2 separate regions of the Mus musculus genome follow, and region 1 is linked to region 2. The links are chromatin contacts, called in public HiChIP or PLAC-seq maps. All regions are on one chromosome and are shown on one strand. Each heading gives the region's core, a stretch centred on a gene start, on an enhancer-like site or on the middle of the called end of the contact. The rest is flanking DNA. Distances are from core to core; before and after follow the strand shown.

Region 1 (5,595 bases), core at 2,720-5,219, 150 kb before region 2:
CAAGTCTAGAATCCTGAGGGCCAAGAGCACCAAATACTGGAGAGATCTATCTCTCTGCTAAATCAGCCATTATTATGGTTTGAACCCCAGTGTGTCTGGGGCTCAGGTGCCAGGCTCTTGCTTCCTCCAACAAGGCCTCAGTTACTACCATTCATTGGCACTCAATAATGCCCACATCAGGAATCTGTTAAGGGATTACTACATTGATTAGCTAAGAATTTTCAGAATCCAACTGTACCCCAAATCTATCATCTGGTAACCCACAGTGTAAGAGACAAAACAAGTTTCTTTTTCCCAAGACAGTCTTGTCACTGAGCAAGCTTCAGTGGGGAGGTGCTGGATGGTAGCTCGCCCAAGTTGTGACATGGATTCTTTCCCGAAGGAGGGACATGTGACAGAGACATAGCATTTCTATCCAAAAAACTGAGACCAGACTGGTCACTCTCTTGGCTGGCTCATGCAAAGCTCATTAAGGCCATGTTTGGACAACTACCAGTGGGGGCGTAACTAGGGTAGGGCAAGTTTGTCATGCTCCCCACATCTGGCAGACAGGAGTAAGAGATTGGTGATACCCTGGCAGGATGTGAGAGCTGCTGACAGTGGCTTAGAGAGAGAAAAGAGCTGGGAGGGCATCAACCTTCTAAGAATCAGCTTACAGGCCTTTCAGGAGCTGTCAATAAGATTGCCTTCAGGGAGGCCACTGAGGACAGATACAGTTGCTATGGATATGACAGACAGGCCCCTCTGAGGATTCCTAAGACCTGCCTGAGCCTGTGAGACACGTTGTGAGAAAACACATCAAAGGAGAGCAACCATCTACCTCTACCAAAATAACAAAGGGACCTCAGAAAAATAAAGCATTCTTTTACTGGCATTCTGGGACTCTGACATGGCTCATCTGGAAGTCAAAAGTCATGCTCTGTAATAAGGGTACCTTTTCTATTTCTATGGTGGGGCGTGGGACACCACTGTTCACTTACTTTGGACCCACACAATTAAATCCTCTCCTACAAACTTCCTGAGCCTGGTTGCTAAAAGGTACTTAAGCCCCTCCCACTCATAGTTTGTGACCATAGTATCTCCAGATTCATGAACATCTTGCTCAGTTCCAGTCTGCCTGAGAGATTCCAGGGGAAGTATTTCAATTAACAGGCATCAACATCAGCGCCCAAAACCTACAATGTGTGGGTGTGAGTGTGTGAGTGTGTGTGTGTGTGTGTGTGTGTGTGTGTGTGTGTGTGTGTGTGTAAAACAGAGTTTTATGTGGTAAAGTGTGGAGAATGAAAGAAATTGTAACCCTCAAGGTACCAGCCTAAACCCAGGCTTTGTCTTTCTCTGCAAGGGAAGGAAGAAGAAGGTACTAGAAATCTACAAGGGTGGGAGACAAATGGTTACCAGACCCGAGGAAAGGAGCAAGAGATACCTCCTACCTCATCTGGACACAAAGTCATTTGGCTTCCAGTTTGCAGAGACCTTAAAAGATCTGCTTTTCCAGCCAGAAGGTTTAGGATGGAAGGTATAGCTGTGTGGTGATTTGAGTGAGAATGACCCCCATAGATGTGTGCATTTGGATATTTGTTCCCCAGTTAGAAGAACTGTTTGGAAAGGATTAGAAAGTATGGAGTGATACAAGGTGTGTCATTAGAGGTAGGCTTTGAAGTTTCAAAGTGTCTCTTTCTGCCTCCTACTTTTAGATCGGTATGTAAGCTCTTAGCTGTTTCTTTGCTCTGCTATCATGAACTCTAATCCTTTGAAACTGTAAGGCCCAGATTAAAGGCTTTCTTTTATAAGTTGTCTCAGTCCTGGTGTCTTATCACAGTAATAGAAGAATATCTGAGACAGTGTGCAGGAGGCTCCTGTTCAATAGCTAATTCTGTAAGCAGGGAAGACATCCCTCAGTTGACTTTCAGCTGACATTAGACTACTGGCAATGAAGGTGTGCAGGTCCCCAGAGAGCAGTGCAGCCTCTACCTGGATCTCTCTGCTGTGTTTTGGCCCTCAGAGGCACGTCTCAACAACTTCACCTCCAGTGTATAGCTTTATTGAGAAGTAAGGGAAACTTGAGGAGGTTGGGCTTAGTGACAGGTTTCAGGTCACTAGAGGTCCCATCTATGAGGAATTTAAGGCCCTTTCCATCCCTGCCCTCTTTGCTTAGACACAGGCATGGACCAAAACCTCCTAAAGAATGAGCCAACTAACCCTTTTCTCTGTATAAGGTGTTTGTCTTGGGTATATGTCAGAGCAATAGAAAATAGGATAACACACTCCCCACATAAGTCCTTTGTAAGGACTAAATGTCCCTGCCTGATGGGTAGAGAGGCAGGAGAAATCAAACTCTAATTTGAAAGAACTCACAGAATGTCCAGGGTTGGCGGAGGTGAGTTATAGAGAGACAGACCAAGAGGAAAATTTGTTTTATTTAAGACAGGATCTCTCTATGTAGTAATTCTGGCTGTCTTGGACTTCACTATGTACACTAGACTGGCCTTCAAACCAGAGAGATACTCTTGCCTCTCCCTCCTGAGTTCTGAGATTAAGTGTTTGTATGACATGCCCCACTTCCAAGTGAACATGTGAAGAAGAGAAAGAAAATGGTAGAAAATTTCCAGTAGAGAAAAGAAGGCTGCTCTGTGGTCTTTCTAAGAAGCTTGAGAGGAAGCTCACAAACACCAATAATTGAAAACATGGCAGCCTCCTCATTCTCAGAGGAAGAAAGAATGAGAGAACATTTTTTTTCTATAGTTCTATGCCCAAGCACAAGCATACCCTTGGTCCCTGAGATGATAAAACTAGAAGGCAAGACAAAGCTGTCAGAATCTGAAGAAGGGCAGAGCTTTGGTGAAATTGGAACATGTGATTCATAAACTCAAAGCCAGTCAGTGATGGGTGTTAATGGTCAGCCCTGGCCTGATCATCAGAGAGAACTCAGGGTTCTACTTCCTTGGTGGTCTGAAAGGTCAGATGGAGATGAACTTCAGAACTAGGAGTAAACTGATGTGTCCTCTCTGGACCACGGAGACATAACAGAAAGTGGACCACTGCTTCTGAAAAAGTAAGTTTTACTCGCTAGATGTAATTGTCATCTCAGAGTCTTACTACCTCTCTCTGCTAATCTAGACCTAGTCCTGGAAGATTCTCGCCTCTATACAGTCTGATCTATGCCTAGAATTTTTTCAGCCTCTGGGACTTACTGCTGAATAAGCTTACCCTTTCTAGTTCTTTCTGAAGTCTGGCTGGCTAGTTCAACTCAGCTGTTCTGGCTCAAACTCCTCTCCTAGCTGACTAATTCAAACTGGCATCTCTCAGCTTCTGACTGAATTGTTCTGCTCAGCCTCAAACCAATTCTAGCAATCTGTTCAAATTTTCTGGATCCTTCCTATTCTCTGGTTTTTCCTGTCTTTTCTTGGCCTTACAAGGCTTGTTCTCTCTTTAACCTGTCTCTGTAAAACATTCCTGGTAAAACTGTCTCTGAGTTCCATGAATTGAACTGCCATAAATTCATCTCCACTGCACTGACTCTCAACTCATGGACTCAACAGATCTTCCTAAGAACTGACTAGAACTCAGAGATCTTGCCTCTGTCTCTAGAGTACTGGGATTAAAGGCATATACTACCATGCCTAGACCTAAGCTCTACTTTACCTGAAACTTGCTCTATACCAGGCTGGCCTTGAGCTCAGAGTTCTGCTTGTGTCTGTTCCCTGGGATTAAAGGCATGTCTGTATTCCAACTGAATTATGTAGACCTAGAAGTTCTTTGGATGGGATCTCTTGCCAGAACAACTATGCTCTGAATTAAAAATTTCTCTACATGCTTCTCCACATTAGATATAGATAGCAAAGTTTTCTGCACTCTGTGATGTTCAAGAACAAGGCTCTTCTGCAGCATGGAGGGTAGAACACCAGAAACTCCTAGATGCTCTGATCTATTCTTCTGTCACCTCAGGTACTTCTCGATTGGTTGTTCTTTTCACTTTCTCTATCCCAACTCACTCTTCCTTCTTGCCCCCAGATCTGTTCACAAGCCGGAATCTTACATAAAACAGGAATGCAAACACAAAAGGTCTAACGGGAACCACCTGGGATAGAATACATTGATAACAGCTGGGATCAACAAGGGCTCCACCTAAGATTCACTAATCTTAGAAGCCAGGGTCAAGGGCTTTGTGCCCTTGCCATAGTTCCTATTTTAGTTTCTTGTATAGTCCACCTTCCCCTTAGGCCATTGTAAATACGTGTGTATGGGTGTAACTCTGCTATAGTTATAAGTATCTATTCTGGTTTCTCCTTTGGTCTGAAACTTCCTTCTTCCTTAGTGATGGTAAATTCCTGTGTAAGGGAGTGACTTAGCTTTTACAATCTTACTGAATTCCAAGCCCTTGATCTTGGTCAAGGACGTTCTAGAACTGTTGGAACACTGGCGGAAGGCTTTAGCCATGTCAGAGTTCAATTTTAAAAAGCACTTATAATAGGAAAATACTGAAAGAGAGCACGTGGATCCATACACTAGACTAACGCGGTAATGGAATGCAGGAATGAAAAATTAATGTATGGGTAGAGAACGCTAGACTCCAGGAGGAGAGCTTCCTTGAAACTCTTTTGCCTCATGAGTGACTTTTAAGCCTTTCGGCTTGTCCAGCTGACTCGACCGGAAAGAGTAGCACATTATCATGCCAGCACACATGGCACTGTGGCAACAGCTGAGAGCTGCATCCTGATCCACAGGTAAGAGGGGAGGGGGGAAGGGAGGGGAGAAGGGAAGAAAAGAGAGAGAGAGAGAGAGAGAGAGAGAGAGGGAGAGAGAGGGAGGGAGGGAGAGAGAAGGAGGGAGGGAGAGAGAGAGAGAGGGAGGGAGGGCGGGAGAGAGAGGAAGAGAGAGAGGTCTGGAATGGGCTTTTTGAAACCTCAAAGCCTACCCCCAGTGACCCACTTCTTCCAAGGCCACACCCCATAATCCTTCTCAAGCAGTGCCACTTCCTGGTGACTAAGCATTCAGATATGTGTGTCAATGGGAACTACTCTTATTCAAATCACAGCACACTATTCATACAGCATGCATCCTTGGGTAAGTTCCATTGTCTGTCTGTCTGTCTGTCTCTCTCTGAGTCTCAGTTTCCCCAACAGGGGATGCATTCAATGAGGGGTTCAGTCAACGATGTTAGATGTATAGACTGTGAGTTTTGTAAGCTAGACACGTGGCTTAAGAAGTGATTCTGAAATTGCCTAGTGTGCTGGCCTTAGCACCGAGTCCCCTCTCTCAACAGCCCTGCTGTTTCATCTGGGAGATATTCCTCTCAGCGACTCTTCTCACTTCCTGGACCTTTCATTCTTTGGAAAGCGTAGATCCAGACCCTTGAAAAGACCCTCCTTTATCTCACCACTTCAGCCCTTCCATGGGGCTTCAGCTTTGGCAGACAGCTATTTTGATGCTAGACATGTTAAGAGAAACTGGAGAGTAGCCTTGATTCATCATTTTTATTGATGGGATAAAAGGGCCAATTTCTGCCTTTAGAGTCTCACAGTGCTGCAGCCAGACTATTCATCTGAGGCCCAAATCTGCCTGAAATGTTTTTCACTGTGTACAATTACTGTGGCC
Region 2 (4,878 bases), core at 40-2,539:
AGAAAAGGAATGCCAGCAATTCCCTGGAAATGCGTCTCTTCCCCTGCCTCGCTCGCTTCTCCCAGTACACGTGCTTTCTTGATCTGCTCTGCTTGCTGAATTTACACTCGGTTATTTCAACAACTATGATTTGTGCTCTGGTGTGCCAGGATGGGCCAGGAGTTGCATGTTGCTTAGCTTCACCCTCTGCCTGACCTCATGACGTTATGTCCTAGATAGACAGACATCAAAAAAGGACAGAACCACAACTGGGTTAAGAACTATACGCAATGATACTATGTCTCTTTTTTTACCTGAAGAAGATGAGTCCCCCCCTGTCTCTCTCTGTCTCTCTCTCTCTGTGTCTCTCTGTCTGTCTATGTCTCTCTCTGTTTCTCTGTCTCTCCCTGTCTCTCCTCTCATCTTGACTTTATATAGGACAAAGGAATCTCTTATTTGTAAAAAGTGAGTGATATCGGGGCGTGGTAGTGCATGCCTTTAATCCCAGCACTTGAGAGGCAGAGTTTGAGGCCAGCCTGGTCTACAGAGTGAGTTCCAGGACAGCCAGAACTATACAGAGAAACCCTGTCTCGAAAAACCAAAAAACCAAACCAAAACAAAACAAAACAAAAAAAGTGAGTGATAGACCAGGTATGGCGGGGTACACCTTTAGTCTCAGTATGCCAGACATAGAGGCAGGCAGATCTCTGTGACTTAGAGGCCAGTCAAGTGAGTTAATAAAAGTATAGGGAGGACTGCTGTAGCTCCATGCCCACTGTGTGGGTTTGATTACCATCACTGAAAAAATGCACACAAATACACATATGTAAATATGGGATTTGAGAAGCAAGTCTTATCATACACATGATGTAAAAATGGACGTTAGAACATCTCAGAGAACCTGACCTAGGATTCTGATGCCTAGCAGTTTAGAGGGTGGTATGATTTAGAACACGGTACTAGCACAGGTGGTAGGTTCAGAGCCAGGTAGCTTTCAGTGTGTCATACTCACACATGTACCTACTGCTTGACATGATGGCTTTGTGTAGCTCCCGGATAAGTACACAAAGCCCACAGAGAGTATCCAGCCATGGGCGTGCAAATAGGACCAGGCAGGTTGGAAGCAGCGGTAAGCAGATCACTTAGATGCAGGGGTCCAGCAAGCTGATTGAGGACAGAGGAAAGTGTGAGTAGATGGAGTTTGGGGAAATGTAACTTTGGGCAATATGGGCTCTGAACCACTCATGTGGAGGAGGCTGATGGAGCCTGTGCAGACAGTGGTCCAAGCAAGGTCATCAGGCGCCCTCTAGTGGACAAACTGGGTATAGGCCGTGAACTCAAATAGCTTACAAGGCAATTTGTATGTTAATGCAGTCCTGAACCCCGGAAGTTGGGAAGCTGAGGCAGGAAGACAGTGCATTCCAGGCCAGCCTGGATGGCACAACCAGATTTCTATGCAAGATAACTAAATAGTTTAAAGTGTCAAGACAGCCTCTTTGAAATCCTTTAATCAGAGGGAGGTTTAGAATCAAGGGGAAGCAGACATATTAAGAAACTTTAGAATCACCAGGTGTATCCACTCTGTGGCCCACAGGATTTGTATGTCCCAGGACAGCCATAAATGTCATGTAACATGTTTGTAGATCACAATAACAATTGCTGTATCAGTAGTTTGCATACCTCGGGACCACAGAAATATTAAGTAACTACTAAAGTGTGTATGAGATTTTAAAAACATGAGTTAACCTTGAGATTCTGAGTTGTAAAGTATATGTTGAGAGAATGATCCATGCTTGCGGTTTAGTTGAAATTTCTTAATGTATTAGCTATTTTAGCACTAATAATATTTAATTATCACAATACCTATAATTTTAACTCAGTTTTGGAACTACTTAAGAATTTGAAGTTTGTTAATCAAAGAACTTTTAAGTAAAGCTATCAAATATGTTAAACTTTAAAGAGAAGTCTAGACAAAATTCAGTTCACTCCACTGATAAATGCGAGCAACATAACGCCATTTAAAAGGATTATTTTTCTTTAAGAATCCTATTCGGTCTCAGGTGCGATGGGACACACCTTTAATCTCAGCACTCTATAGCTGGAGACAGAGCAGATCTCTGAGTTCTAGGCCAGCCAGTTACAAGATGGGGGAGGGGCAGTAAGAAAGCTCAATTGATCCCACCACTTCAGTCTTCCAAGTAGTAGGAACTAGAGGTATCACTTATCATCATCACCATCACCATCACCATCACCATCATTTCTTTACATGTAAAAGCTATAGAAGTTAGGGCTGGAAAATGGCTCAGTCAGAAAACGCCCGTTTCTCAGCACCTCACAGGGGTGTGTAAACCGTGAAATCCCCCTGTCAGAACAAATGGGAGGTTAGAAAGGGCTTTAAAGAAGTGCGACTGCAGAGTTCACACTCATCTGACAAAGCGGATGTTGACCGATGCCCCTCCTCTCCCTCTGCACTGACTCATTGATGCTTTAGCCACATGTGGTCCTGTGGCTAGCAGTCTTCCTCACACAGGGAGTCCCACGTTGTTCTGTGACCACCCTCAAAGGCACAGCTCACAGAAACGAGGAGCATTGATTGGCCATTGGAATCAAGTGTATATCAGGCTCCAGTCGCAGCCACAGTAATTCCTTTCCACAGATGTGTAGTGCGCCCCCATGCGGCAGGGCCACGTGAGTGCTTCATGGCGATTTTGTTGGAAAGAGGCTGTCACCCTTTGTTTCTGTTTGTTTCTGCCCCAACTCAGATACAATAACCATTTTTACCAAGGGGAAGAAAAAATACAAGTCCCAGAAGCAGTTACGTCCTGAAAGAAGAACGGGCTGGAGGTGGAGAGGGTACCCGTTCTCCCTGGGTGTTTCTAAGTGTCTGCTGTGTGAGGAACATGGGCTCTTCAGTGCTGACTATAACATCTGCCAGTGAATGTGTCTTCGTGTACAGATGAAGATGCGTGATACAGAATCTGGAAGATCACAGCCAACCTTGACAGATGATTGAGCCTAAAGTCCTAGTGAGAGAAAAAAGATGATGCAATTCCTGAGGGATGAAACCTGAAGTTGGCCTCTGGGCTCTACACATATGCATGGCCTACACACACACTCTCACACAAACACATGAGCACACGTGTGCACATGCACATGCATGTGTACACACACACACGAGAGAGAGAGAGAGAGAGAGAGAGAGAGAGAGAGAGAGAGAGAGAGAGTTAGAGTTGTCAAGGGTTTTTGAGTTTGTAGTTTCAATGGATCGAATACTAACTCTAAGATCCAGGGCCACCATAACCCTGTGTCGTCCTATGTAGCAGGGCCCCATCGATGTGTGAAGAACACGATGCTTAGGAGACAGTTTTAAGTCAGATTCTGACTTGTGGTGCTGTGGATGTTCATGGCCTCCTACACGCCAGTGAACACCCTGCTGCTGAGCTCCATCCACACACTCAAGCTCCCATCCTTCTGTGGGAGAGTGACTAACTTTCTGTTTTATTTCTGGCTTGCATTGCTTTTGGCAAAGAGGAGGGACTGCAGAGTTCTGGGTGACAGACTGACATATGGGAAGTATTTGGGGAAGATATATGGGGTGAGAAGTAATACTTTTCCAAAGGAGATAATTAGACCTTCAGTAAGATAGATTCTTATTGCTACAACATTTTTCTGGTTAATACGACTTTTAAATGACACACTGTGACGGGAACAGAAGCACCCTGTCTGAAGCACAGCTGGGGAGGGGTGGCGAAGACATAGCTGCATGGCGATTGGTGATGCTGGAACTTTAAGCCACGTTAATTAGAAACTTAGGACCCAAGTGGGGTATGGCAGGAGGCATTGGAGCATTGCCCACCAAAGACTGGACCCTCCCATATTGATCATCAACCAAAAGGCTTGCCTACAAGTCAGTCTGATGGCATTTTCGAAATGGAGTCTCTGTCTCCCCAAGTGATTCTACCTCATATCAAGTTGACTAAAGCAGACAAACAAACAGACAAAACCAGCACAAGACTCCGTCTCCAAAAGGAAAGCAAATTAATTCTTTGGCAGTCTTCTAAACAACAGCCCTGGGAAGTCAATTTGCAGTTCTTCTAGTGAGTAGAATCTCTCTAAGACCCTTACCATGACTGCAGCCCAGCCACACAGCTGCAGCCTAGCTACACAGCTGCAGCCAGCTGCACAGCTGCAGCCCAACCACACAGCTGCAGCCAGCCACACAGCTGCAGCCAGCCACACAGCTGCAGCCAGCCTCATAGCCGCAGCCAGCCACACAGCTGCAGCTCAGCCACACAGCTGCTGCCAGTCACACAGCTGCAGCCCAGCCACACAGCTGCAGCCCAGCCACACAGCTGCAGCCAGCCACACAGCTGCAGCCCAGCTACACAGCTGCAGCCAGCCACACAGCTGCTGCCAGTCACACAGCTGCAGCCCAGCTACACAGCTGCAGCCAGCCACACAGCTGCAGCCAGCCACACAGCTGCAGCCCAGCCACACAGCTGCAGCCCAGCCACACAGCTGCAGCCCAGCCACACAGCTGCAGCCTAGCTACACAGCTGCAGCCCAGCCACGCAGCTACATAGTAGCTTAGTTAGCTCCAGAGTTGTAGCCAACCATTCATACTGCTGTAGCCCAGCCCCAGGGTCTACCTACTGCTGCTTCTGTTCTCCCTTTTTTTGGCTTTGTTCATTCACCTCTGAAGTGCTCCACTCTCTTCTGTGTGATTCCTATGCCCCCAGCTCCTCCAGTTTTCCCTATCCTTTATGCCTAGTCAACCAGCGCTAGGACATTTCCTGCCTGTGAGCAGACAGGCAGGCCCTGGGAGATAAAGGTACAGAGGGAGGACTTGGGTCTGCAGAGAGCAGCTGGGTCAGCTCCACATATGAGGGGTTTTTGTGT

What was found. HiChIP or PLAC-seq counts read pairs in DNA pulled down with a chosen protein or histone mark.
Region 1: a contact with region 2 is called in an H3K27ac HiChIP or PLAC-seq map of trophoblast stem cells, with 11 read pairs. The contact joins two enhancer-like sites. A contact is called at or near these places in 4 of 15 datasets of contacts at CTCF or cohesin (CD8 T cells, the NIH/3T3 cell line, embryonic stem cells and 1 more), 5 of 484 Hi-C or Micro-C datasets (embryonic fibroblasts, embryonic stem cells, multipotent progenitors and 2 more), 8 of 115 datasets of contacts at active chromatin or transcription factors (CD8 T cells, embryonic stem cells and trophoblast stem cells) and 1 of 9 other capture datasets (embryonic stem cells).

The regions. Positions count from the first base shown.
Region 1 is chr1:43,285,820-43,291,414 of GRCm38.p6, reverse strand. No RefSeq gene overlaps it. Among named protein-coding and RNA genes, the nearest start is that of Gm29040, 27 kb to the right of the region's middle. Within about 2 kb of position 3,969, at least 7 of the 459 cell types and tissues checked have an H3K27ac peak or open chromatin away from gene starts, as enhancers often do. A contact at or near this core is called in trophoblast stem cells, where this site is marked.
Region 2 is chr1:43,136,207-43,141,084 of GRCm38.p6, reverse strand. All of the region lies in intron 3 of Fhl2 (four and a half LIM domains 2), which reads left to right. Among named protein-coding and RNA genes, the nearest start is that of Fhl2, 25 kb to the left of the region's middle. Within about 2 kb of position 1,289, at least 32 of the 459 cell types and tissues checked have an H3K27ac peak or open chromatin away from gene starts, as enhancers often do. A contact at or near this core is called in trophoblast stem cells, where this site is marked.